Linked DNA regions of Mus musculus: all the other regions are linked to region 2. Evidence: chromatin contacts called from public promoter capture Hi-C data. All regions are on one chromosome and are shown on one strand. Each heading gives the region's core, a stretch centred on a gene start, on an enhancer-like site or on the middle of the called end of the contact. The rest is flanking DNA. Distances are from core to core; before and after follow the strand shown. Region 1 holds the start of Stat2 (signal transducer and activator of transcription 2). Region 2 holds the start of Arhgef25 (Rho guanine nucleotide exchange factor (GEF) 25). Region 3 holds the start of Pan2 (PAN2 poly(A) specific ribonuclease subunit).

The links. Promoter capture Hi-C pulls out the DNA fragments that hold promoters and counts their contacts. Capture Hi-C pulls out chosen DNA fragments and counts their contacts.
Region 1: a contact with region 2 is called in a promoter capture Hi-C map of neural stem cells. The contact joins the promoter of Stat2 here to the promoter of Arhgef25 in region 2. A contact is called at or near these places in 2 of 39 promoter capture datasets (neural stem cells and pre-B cells), 2 of 115 datasets of contacts at active chromatin or transcription factors (astrocytes and bone marrow-derived macrophages) and 2 of 9 other capture datasets (liver and pancreatic islet).
Region 3: a contact with region 2 is called in a promoter capture Hi-C map of pancreatic islet. The contact joins the promoter of Pan2 here to the promoter of Arhgef25 in region 2. A contact is called at or near these places in 3 of 9 other capture datasets (adipose tissue, liver and pancreatic islet).

What each region holds. Positions count from the first base shown.
Region 1 is chr10:128,269,175-128,272,721 of GRCm38.p6, reverse strand. It overlaps Stat2 (signal transducer and activator of transcription 2), which reads right to left and starts at 2,224. Exons shown (of 24, transcript NM_019963.2): 1 at 2,005-2,224. Apof (apolipoprotein F) reads right to left here. Exons shown (of 2, transcript NM_133997.3): 2 at 1,472-3,547. The coding sequence ends at 2,763.
Region 2 is chr10:127,187,239-127,191,183 of GRCm38.p6, reverse strand. It overlaps Arhgef25 (Rho guanine nucleotide exchange factor (GEF) 25), which reads left to right and starts at 2,412. Exons shown (of 15, transcript NM_001358557.1): 1 at 2,412-2,933; 2 at 3,862-3,945. The coding sequence starts at 2,837. Dtx3 (deltex 3, E3 ubiquitin ligase) reads left to right here. Exons shown (of 6, transcript NM_030714.2): 6 at 145-806. The coding sequence ends at 220.
Region 3 is chr10:128,301,968-128,305,762 of GRCm38.p6, reverse strand. It overlaps Pan2 (PAN2 poly(A) specific ribonuclease subunit), which reads right to left and starts at 2,428. Exons shown (of 26, transcript NM_133992.3): 1 at 2,292-2,428; 2 at 1,270-1,668. The coding sequence starts at 1,551.

The sequences.
Region 1 (3,547 bases), core at 975-3,474, 1.1 Mb before region 2:
CAGAATAATCACTAGGAATCATTTAATTGCTTTTTTTTTTTTGGCAGGGGGCGGGGGGGGGGGGGAGGAACCATGCAGAAGAGGGGGAGGAGGGACGGTAGGAGGCAGAAGGGGTGAGGACACCATGAGAACACTGTCCACAGAATCAACGAGGCAGGATTCATAGGGGCTCACAGCAACTGAAGCAGCAATCATGGAGCCTGCAACACTCTGAGATGAGTGCTCTGCAAATACGTCATGATTGTTTAGCTTGTGTGTGGGGTGGGTGGGGGGAGTGGAGTGTCTCTGACTCTTTTGCCTGTTCTTGGAACCCTTCTTCTCCTCCTGGGTTACCTTGGCCAGCCTTGATCTGAAGGTTTGTGCCTAGTCTTACTGCATCTTGCTATGTCGTGTTTGGGTGATACCCCTGGGAGACCTTCTCTTTGCTGACAGGGGAGAGGCAGGGGATCTGGAGGAGAGGAGAGATGGGGTGGGGGCACTGGGAGAAGGGAAGGAAAGGGAGGATATGGTCAGGATGTATGAGAGAAGAATAAATAAAAAGGAAAAAATAAAAATCTTACTCTTATTGTACCTAGAGCTGAAAAGCTTAGAAGAAACACAAGTGTTCTTTAAAGGTCACATGATTCTACTACAGAGCAAACATTGCCACCTAGAGTCCAGGCGTTGACTTTCTTTCCTTAAAGGCAGGAATGGAGAAGGGAAGAGATTGGGCAGGAGATCCAATTATTCTCCTTCTAAAAATTTTATTTTATGTATATGTTGGATGTTTTGTCTGCATGTTCACCCACAGATCAGAAGCGGCATTGGATCCTATAGGACTCTAGGATTATAGATGGTTGTGAACCACCATGGCTGGGAATTGAACTCAGGACATCTGGGAGGGCAGACAGTGCTCTTAACTGAAGAACCATCTCCATAGCCCTGATCCAATCTCTCTTCAAACAAAATGTTTGTTTTCATTTTAGCTTTCTTGCAATCCTTGATCCTCGTGCCTTACTCTCTGTGAAAGCTTTGGTTGAGCTACAGCTCCAAACGGGTACTTGACTCTTTAAATTATATGCCTGTATTGCTTCTAAGAAACAAAAACTTGACGGGTGGTGTTGGTGCACACCTTTAATCCCAGCTCTTGGGAGGAAGAGGCAGGTGGATCTTTGAGTTTCCAGGACAGGAGGGCTACACAGAGAAACCCTGTCTCAACCCTCACACCCAAAGTCTGCCTAAGTGAACTAACTGCACGTAGGCTATAGGGGCTGCAACAAAGTACTTTCTCTAGTTGGCTTCACTCTCCGATATCAGTTTTGCACTGAATAAGGTTTTCTGAAATAAACTAGACTTTGTGTGTAACCTTAAGCAAACAGTTTCACCTCTAGGACTATAGTTTATATGTATTATATGTATATAATATATATATATACATATGTGTATATATATATATTATACAAACACACACACATAATGATCAAGGATGTCTTTCTTATTTATTTATTTATTTGTGCAAGGATCAAAAATTATGTAAAGGGCCTCGAGAGATGGCTCCATGGTTAAGAGCACTGGCTGCTCTTCCAGAGGACCTGGGTTCGGTTCCCAGCCCCCACATGGCTGCTCACAACCATCTTAACTCCAGTCCTAGTAAATTCGGCCCTCTTCTGGCCAATTCAGGCACGCACCTAGTACATAAACACAACATGCATACAAATTTTAAAAATATAATAAGGAAGCAAACAAATAAGTAAATAGATTCGCAGAGCAGAGGTTAAAGCTTTGGCTTATGACAAGGATCATAATGGGTACATAGAGCAGCTGCAAGGGTTGCGGAGGAGTTTTGGAAGGAAGTCGACAGGGTTGAGAAGTAGAACTGTGCAGCGGTGCAGCATCCTGCAGGGTGTTCGACTTCAGCCAGAGAGCAGAAGCCTTGTCTACAGGGGCATCACCCGGGGCAGCAGCCCTTCCCGGGAACCGGCTGGCACCTCCGCCCCGCTCCGCACACCCTTTCGGGGCCTGTACCTTCTGAGGGTCCAGTGCCGCTCCTTCCAGTGCTCTCGCTGCAACTTCCAATTCTCCAAGCGGTTCAAGGACCCGTTTTCCACCCTCCCCCGACTCCGGCGGACCAAGATAGCGAACAGCGGAATGGGTCACCCGGCTGGCGGAATGGATCACCCGGCTGTGGACGCTCGGCGTTCCGGGATCGGTGGGGCGACCGAAAGCTTAGCCACGCCCTCCCCGCGTGTCACTCTCATTGGCTGAAACACAACCCCGTTCAGCGCTGGGCTGGACAAGCTGCTTGAAACCACACCGCCGACTTCAGTGATTGGCGGAGAGGGAGAAGCTCGTTAGTGCCCGCTCCCGCCCCCCTAGTCGGGCGGAGCCCAACTAAAGTCTTAGCCAGGAATTCTAGCAGCTGATTTACCCGAACCGAACCGTGAGTTCTAGGGAAAGGAAACTGAAACCAGGGTGCGTGAAGGCACCTAGGACTCCATAGAAAGGGTGGGACCTGCGTCCCTTAGGATAGGGAGGGAAGAGCTGAGGTAATAAGGTATTTTTGAGGATATGAATGATAAATACTGTGGGTTCATGATAACGCTTTTTAATTTCTATAATCACTTGTTCAGGTGGAAGTTAGCCAGCCCCATTAGAGTGTAAAAATCTAAGTTTCAAGAAGGAAATTACTGGCAAGCGATGACAGTATCCCAAACCATCCACCCACCCATCCATCCATCTACACTTCTCTTGTCAGAATTTTCCACTTATTGGTTGTTTTGTTACTATCTCTTGTACGCCAAGACACCATAGTTCTTTAATAAAGGCCACTCCCAGTTAGAAGTTGTACTTTCAACTTCTGACACAAAATTAGACATGGCTATTTCTTCCACAACACCGATATCTGTGGTGGCATCCTTTCCGGTCTCTGGCTGATGGGTGGTCACCTCTGGCTGAGGGGTGGTCACCTCTTTCTCATCATAATAATACTGGATCAGCCGCTGAACCCCAGCCTTCATCGCTGGCTTAAGAGCAGCCGTGATCACCGCACCAGCTGGGCCCCCTGACGCGCCTACCATGGCCATCAAGAGATCATAACCCAGATCTATGGCCCCATCTCGACCTCGTTCCTTGGCCTTGTCAGAGCAGTTCTTAATGGCGTAATACAAAGCTGTGCCTAGGTTGTAGTAGGTGCCTACTGCTGGTAGTAGGTCAACCACATTGTGGACACTCTGTTCCTGATCATTGTCGCAGTCTGTGTTGGAAATCGAACGTTTGGCCCTCTTTGGACCTGGCTGCTCCCAGGCTAAGAGCTGCAGAGCAGAGGACAGGGCATCCACAGACACTTCCCGGTCTGTGTGTCCACTCTTCTGGAGCTCCTGGAGATGGTGGATGAGGGCTTGTGTAGCCTCCACACCTCCTAATCGGTAAAGCTGAAGCTGAAGAGCCCAGACCTCAGCCTGGCAGCCAGCTGCCTCCAGAGCATTCCTTAGAGCCAGGCCTACCAGGAATTTGGAGACAGGGGGCATGTAAGTGAAGCCAGGCAGGGACTTGGGGAGCAGCATCTGGC
Region 2 (3,945 bases), core at 1,163-3,662:
GGGTTATCTTGGTTTTGGAGGTCCCTCCTCATGGGAAGTGGGAGGGGTCTGAATTTGGCCCCAACTGAGCCACTCAAAATGAGGGTGGGTAAGGACGATCAAGTCCAAACGACTAACTCTGATCCTCATTTCTCTTTGCCCCAGGTTTGGGTATCCGGACCCAACCTACCTGACTAGGGTGCAAGAGGAACTGAGAGCCAAGGGTATCACAGACGACTGAGGGACAGCTCCTTTGCCAAGGCCCCCCGCTGTCCTCTACTAGGATCCAACGGAAGCCTCTGCTCCCCCCGCCTCTCTCTGCCCCCACACCATCCTTGAGGGGATATGTCTGACTGGGGTGGGAACTCAGAGGGGAAGAGGACATGGTCCCTTCCCCTGCCCCCCCACTGGCCAAGTGCTCCAGCAGAGGCTGTTTTCCAAGGCTCCCGTCCCCTCACTCCGTGTACATATTTTCTCTGCCCCTGCTTCTCCAGTGTCCTTGGCTTTTCCTGGTATGTACCGTGCTCCAGTGACTAAGCTGAGAAAGGACCTGGGTAGGAAGGATGGGGTCTCTGGAACTCCAGCCCCTGAATACTGTCTCACCTTGGACTGATATTAGCTGCCTCCCCCAGCCAGCTGTGTGTTAAGATAACAGTAGTCCTACCTTAACGGACCCTTTCTCTCCCGTGTCTGTCTTTGTCAGTCTGTCTCTCGCTCTTCTCTGCCCCTATAAGGAGCCTCCTCACCGCCCCCCCCCCCCAAATCTGGAATTGCTGCCAGACTGTAGCTTTTAATTTAATAAAAATAAAGTGAAATATGCAACTCTATGCCACACCCGTCTTCTGTTCCTCGGACAGGGTGGGGGTGGGGTGTGGACCCGCTGAGGAGATGGGGTAATGGGGATTCCTTGCATGCCTGAATGGACCCTTTCTCTTCCTAGGAGTCACTCTCCTCTGGCAGAGCTAACGCTGGGCGTTGCAATAACCCTGCAAAGCCCTAGGCCACACTTGGATTGATGGAATCAGGATTAAGAGGGGTTTGTTTGTGGTTCAGCTACGTTTGTGGAGAAGGGAACAACCCTACCCCTTTTGAGAAGTTTGGCTGCGGTGGGAGCCGGGGCGGAGCCGGGCAGGGGGGCGGATTCGGCAGTAGCAACTCCCCGGACGCACGCAGGCCTCAGAGCCCCCCAGCTTCCGTGGCCCCTCGGCCCTGAAACTTGAAGCAGGGTAGGGGTCCAGCATGAAGCCCCCGGACCGCCCCACCCCTGGCCGCACTGACCGGATACTGGGGGTCATGGGTGGCATGCTGCGCGCATGCGCCGTACCCGGGCAGGAGGGGGTAAGGAGGAGGGACCGCGGGTGGGGTCGGGGGGGTCTTTAGAGGACTTTAGGAGAATTGCACTCCACGACTCAGTTTCCCCGCAAACAAAAGTTATATGGAGCAGTCGCAAGGATCCATAAATTCAGTTACGAGGGCCATATGCCAAGTTCTGGTTGACGCTTTCAGAGTAATGTGTATTTTGACAGGAGGGAGAGAAGAAGGGGGAGGTCGTGGCAGCCTAGGAAAGGGTCCTTACAGTGACTCTGTCTCGGCAGCCCCCGGAGAGAGATCCCTTAGGGCCTGGGAGTACCAAGACAGAGAGTGATTGTATCGAGGAGGATCAGACAGGGCAGCGCGAACCTGAGGTCCTCGCCTGGGCTCCGCAGCCCGGTAAGAAGCTGGGCTTGGGTGGGGCACAATTTGCCATCCTGCGCAAAGTGGTGACTTCAGATAGATTCTGTTCATATTAGCATAAAGGCTTGCGCCTAATTTGCATGGGACCATTAAATCGCAGACACCACGCTTCTCTTCTAGCCCGATGTGTGTCCTCACTTCGGCGGGTCCCGAGCCCCCGAAGGCGGAGTGGAGTGTCCCCGCGCCCCACCCCTGGCCCTGGGCCAGCCCAGGCGCCCGGACTTCGCCTTAATTGGTGATTAGTTTTAGCTGGAGTTCTGGGGCCTGGAGGAAAGATGGGTCGGGGGAGAGGGCGGCACCTGGGCTGTGTTCCCTACAAAGTGTTCCCCAGGCACACAAGCCCTACTCGGGGCATGGGGGTGAGGGGTGGCGGGGGAGACAGCCAGAACCTCAGAACCATTCACACACAACAAGGCCCCATCCTGCGAATTCTTCATCTTAGAGTCCAAGGGGCGAGCAAGGCAGACCCACCTCCAGCCTTCACGCCCACCCAACCCAGAGCCCCGCAGTTGCAGCTGGGATGCTAGAGGGAGCCCAGGCCTGGGAGGAGGGGCGGAGGTCTGGGGACCCGGACTGCAAGCGTGGAGGTGCCTGGGGGAGGGGGCTGGGGAAGCGCGGAGGGGCGGAGCCTGGCCGCAGAGGCCCCGCCCCACGGCAGCACCGTGGCCCGGCCTGTTATTCCGCTCGCCGCTCGGCCCGGACCCGCGCGGCTCCAGTGGCTCTGGGAATCGGCCCCCGCACCTCCCTGCCCGGGCCTAGAGCCACCCCTAAGCCGAGGCCGGAGACGGAGCTGGAGCGGCTGTCGCATCCCGGCCGGGCCTCCCCCATCACCCCTTCCTCTGGCTGGACATCTGGACCCTGGGCCCCGCACCGCCGGGGTTCCGGAAACCCTCCCCGCCCAACTCCGCGGCCCAGCCCCGCACGGCCCTCCCTCCAGACTCCCCTGCCTCGACTTCCGTCTACTCCTGGACCCCCGCCTCCCATCCTTTTTCTCCCCCCCTCTCCAAGCCTGGACCCCGGAGGGAGGGAGGGGGGTGTGCGCCCTGCGCCCGCCCCGCCCCGCCCCCCGTGATTCCCCCTGCATGGCCGGCCCGGGTGGGGGGTGCGGGGGGCCCCGGGCGCCATGCGGGGGGGTCACAAAGGGGGTCGCTGTGCCTGTCCCCGTGTGATTCGAAAAGTGCTGGCAAAATGCGGCTGCTGCTTCTCCCGGGGGGGACGTGGTGAGTGCGAGGTCTGAGGGGGCCAGCATTGAGCTTGAGCTGGGGTTAGGGCATCTGCTTACTCTAGCCCTAGGGCTTTAGGGCTGGAGCATGTACGGGTGTTTTCCAGAAAAAAAATGATTTAACAGAGAATATCTAAGGTCCTTTTCCACTTCTAGATTCCTGCTGATTCAAGTTGAGGAAGTTGAGGAAGGGTCAGAGGACCCATTTCTTTCCTTTAGTCAGCTAGCCAGGAGGGAAAATTCTCTGGTGATCGCCTGATGCCCAGAACCTTGTGTCTCAGATCACACTGGCTGAATATCTTCCGAAAAGGGAGCAGAGGAATGGTGGGCTGGGGGTGGGGCGAGGGGTATCTACCTACCTGTAAAGGGTTTTATAAGAACTCACATTGCAGCTCTTCCCAATTGCTGGCCAAAGATAGCCCCGCTGAGCTGTCCTCACTGCCCCCTGGGTTGGGTATGTGCATGCGCTGGAGAGGGGGGCTGTCCAAAACAATATATATAGTAATTACTGGAGTGGGAGGAGAGGGGCTGGAGGTGGCAGACAGCCTCGTTCTTTTGTTCTCACCCCTCTCCGGGAGAATGGTCTGTACCTATTGCAAGGGGGAGTGTTGTAGGGAAGCAGATGGCTACCCCCAGTTTCCAGTGTCTGCCCAGATGGCTGCCCCCACCCGCATATCTGTGCTATGCTCAGGATATGGGGAACCTTCACATGGAACTGGAGGAGCACGGGCCTGGGAGCTTACTGTCCCTCCTCCCCAGAGTGCCTTTGCAAAGATTTCTATCCTGGCCAACCCAAAGGAGGGTGGCAAATGAGGGGACCCTGGGAGACGGGCTGAACATCATGGAGAGGACAACATGGGGGTTCCCCTAGGACTCCCGAGGTGGGGGGCAGAGTCCATCCACTCATGTCGTTTTCCTCCCATCAGAATCCTATTCTATTGCCGTCAGTGAGGGGAGCATGTCAGCGTCTGCTGTCTCGGGGCTGGCTGCCCTGTCTGGCCCCAGCTCTG
Region 3 (3,795 bases), core at 1,179-3,678, 1.1 Mb before region 2:
AGTTCATTTCTCCTAATGGAAAAACAATTCATACCCCCATGAAATCGTAAATAAGTAAACCAAGGTCTTACAAAAACTATTTGGCCTCATAGCATATATTATTACACACTTGAAAATTAACACTGATAACTGCTAAGACTAACAATCAGAAAGAGAAGACAAAATAACTCCAATAGGTATCCAAAAACATTCATTAAACATTCTGCAATTATAAACGAGGTGTGGTGCATTCCTGAAACACTAGCACTTTGAGGTTGAGATAAGGCTGCCCCTAGTTCAAAGCCACCCTAGGCTGCATAGTAAGTCCCAGATCAGAAGGTGCTACATACTGAGATTGTTTCAAACCCCGACCCCATTCCCAATTCTAAATTGGGTAAAATATTAAAGAGTATGGATGGCTATAAACTAAGGGATGGATATAGTTAATCAAAACATGGGCTGAGCTTGGTTGGTGATACCCCTATAAACTCAGCACTCTGGAGATGATGTTAGGGTTGTAAATCTGAGGCCAGCCTGGGTTACACAGCAAAACCCTATCTTAAAACAAAACCAGGCACTCGGGAGGCAGAGGCAGGCAGATTTCTGAGTTCAAGGCCAGCCTGGTCTACAAAGTGAGTTCCAGGACAGCCAGGGCTACACAGAGAAACCCTATCTCGAAAAACAAAAAACAAACAAAAAACAAAACAAAACAAAACCAGGATTTGACCTGTAGGAGTGAGTTCAGTGCTTGCCTGCTGTGCAAAAAGCCTCGGGGTTTATCTCAGCAACATACACTGAATATGGGTTTGGTGTCTATCTTCCCAGCGCTCAGGAGATAGAGGCAGGAGGATCAGACATTCAAGACGATCCTTGGCTATACATAAAGTTTAAGGCCAGATTGGGATAGAGAGACCCTGTCTTTAAAAACAATAAACAAACAACAACACAACAAAAACAATAAACAACAGTCAGATATGGTTACATACAAGGAAACTCAGCACTTTGGAGGCAAAAGCAGGAGGACTGCTGTGAGTTCTAGATCAGCCTGGACTATAGAGAGAGATGTTGTCGCAAAAACACAGTAGTGATAGGAGAACTGACAGAGTGGAATGCCTTATGAAACTAAATATGTAGTTAATCTCTCCACTCCCTTGTTGGTTTGAAAGACCCAGCTAACTCTCATCAGTTCAACTCAGTTTTGACTACCTGCAAAGAGCTGTCCTTGGGCAAAGACCAGATAAAGATTTCTAATACACCCTTTCAGCCTTCAGAAAGGGGTATAGTTCTTACCCCATGGCTCCCCACCCACAGCATCTCCTCATGTAAATCAAAGTGGGAGACAGACACAGGCACTCCCACTTCAGCCACCACGCTGTGCAACTCAGAGTAGACACCTTCCATTATGTGCACTGACTCCTGGACAGGAAGAGCCTCCAAGGCCACTCCCTCTGGGTCTAGCTCCACATTCTGTAGCAAACTTGGATTCAGGTGGGCATCCAGGACTGGGTCCAGGGTAGAATGCATAGCTGGGGAAAATTCGGCCAGTCCAGGATCCAGACCCTCAAAGTTCATGACGATAGTGGCCGCTGGTCAGACCGGAGTCACACCCTCCCTTGCCACGCTTCCTACAGACAAGTGACCCAGCCTTCAGGAGGACAGCACCAGTGAACCTAGAATGGACATTCTGGCCTGCAAGGGAAAGAGGCAGCGCAGTCAGGGATAGGCCTAGGTACTGGAAGTATCTTCTATGTGGACAGGACAATCAGGTAGGCAGAGGGGATGAGACTGCCAGGCAAAGACGGAAGCATGCATGAAGAGGACAAGGGCAACGCTGTACTGTGAGTGGCATGACAGTGTCCCTTACTCTGCACCTCTAAACTTCCTAAGTTCCCTGCCAGCCCACCAAATGATCTAACTCTTGACTTCCCTTTCTCCTGAACCACAAGGTGAAGGGAGCGGGTTTGATAGGGGCTGGAGTTCGGGGGAGAGCTCTGAAATGCTTGTTTCTTAGAATTGGACATGAGACAAAGGGGCTGGGCGGTGAAGGGGGCAAGACAAGCCAGTTTCCCAGAATCCTTTACAGTGGTTACCCAGCATTCTCCAGGGGGTGGGTAACAAGAACGGCCAGTTACCCACAAACGGGGCGGGGGTAAGGGGGAAGTAATGGAAACGGATAGCTACCCAGAATTCTTTGAGCGAACCAGAGAAACTGGTTACCCAGAATTCTCCCCCAGCGCAGGGGACGGGAGGGGAAGGATTAGGGCAAAGGTCAAGACGTGTTCCTGGGATGCTTACGGGGAATGGGTCATTACCAAGATTTCTCCATGGCGGATATTTTGGAGCGCGTGGAATTCAAACGAGTAGGGGGTAGAGAAAGCGCCGTCAGCTCCGCGGGAAATTCCAGTTTCCCTACTACTCCCCCGCCTCTAGCTCAACCTAACCCAAGCAAGACGGACGGTGGATTGGCAGCCATCGCTTCCAATCAGCGGGGGCCACGGGCTCATCCCAGCCAATCAGAAAAAGCCAGGTACAGGCAGCGCCTGAGAAGGAGAGTGACGTAGCCTCCGCCAAAACAAGGTTACGGAATGCCACCGGGGACAAACTGAATCAGGCGCGGATCTATTTGGTGTTACGAAAAGTAATCCCTTCGCTCTCAGGCTTTGTTAAGCAAAATTAACTTTAGACTTTGAAGCCAAGCTTTTACGCTCCCTGAATAAGAACTAGACTAAAGGGGCGCCAGAGGCTAAGCACTGGGACTCGCCCGGTGGGTATTCCCAGCGTGGCCTTCATCATTCCCGGCGTATAGACCTTCATCTTGCTGTGCCTGTGAGCCATTCCAATACCTCTGACCCTGTACCCCCGAAACTCACTGGCATTTCCTATGACTTCTAGATGTGGGGAAGAAAAAGGAAGCGGGAGCCTGACTTCTAGTGTGGCCCAAGTGGCCACCTTTTCTCTATTTCTAGAGGCATCCATCTGAAATTCCCATCAATGTTTGTGTCGTCCCCAGAGGTCCCCTAATTTTCCCAAGAAACAAGTCTCCTAGACTGTCAAAATTCCCCTAGACCGTGGAGCTGGACATTGACCCCAAGAGAGAGATAAACAGTAAACTGAGTCAACTGAGCTGTAGCTATTCTGAGGGGTTCTTGATTAATCTCCAACTAAGAGATCCTACTGCCTCTCCCTCTCCTGTGAGAGTGTGTCACCGTGTCTAAAATATTTGGGGGTACTGGCTGTGTACTAAACTGCTTTGGAATTGGTCCAGGCTGTGAGATGTCTTAGGTTGCCCAAACTCAGCTCTGTCATCTCTGTTTTTAAAGGCCCTGTGCCACTAGTGGTCCATACCTACAATACCTGCATTATTAAAGCAGAGGCAGGAATCCCTTACAAATTCGAGGCCAGCCTAGGCTACATAGATAGTAAGGACCAGGCTTGCTATGGCTACATGGTGAATATCCCTTTCAACAGGTGCCTGTGGAAGAAAGTTCTCACCAATAATAAACACCAATAATAAAACTTTTAAAGCATTTATTGGGCCAGGCATAGTGGAGGTATATTTGTAATGGCAGTAATCCTGAGGCAGGAGGATTAGTGTTCAAGGTTAGCTTCTTCTATATAGCAAGTCCCAGGCTAGTCAGGTTACATGAGACCCTGTTTCAAACAAACAAAAACCAGGCTAAGTGGGATGGCAATCCCACCACTCAGGAGGCAGAATGGATTTCTGTGAATTTGAGGACAGCTTGGTCTACGTAGTGAATTCTAGGCCGACCAAGGTTAGACAGTGAGACCCTGTCTCAAAACACCCCCCTCATCCAA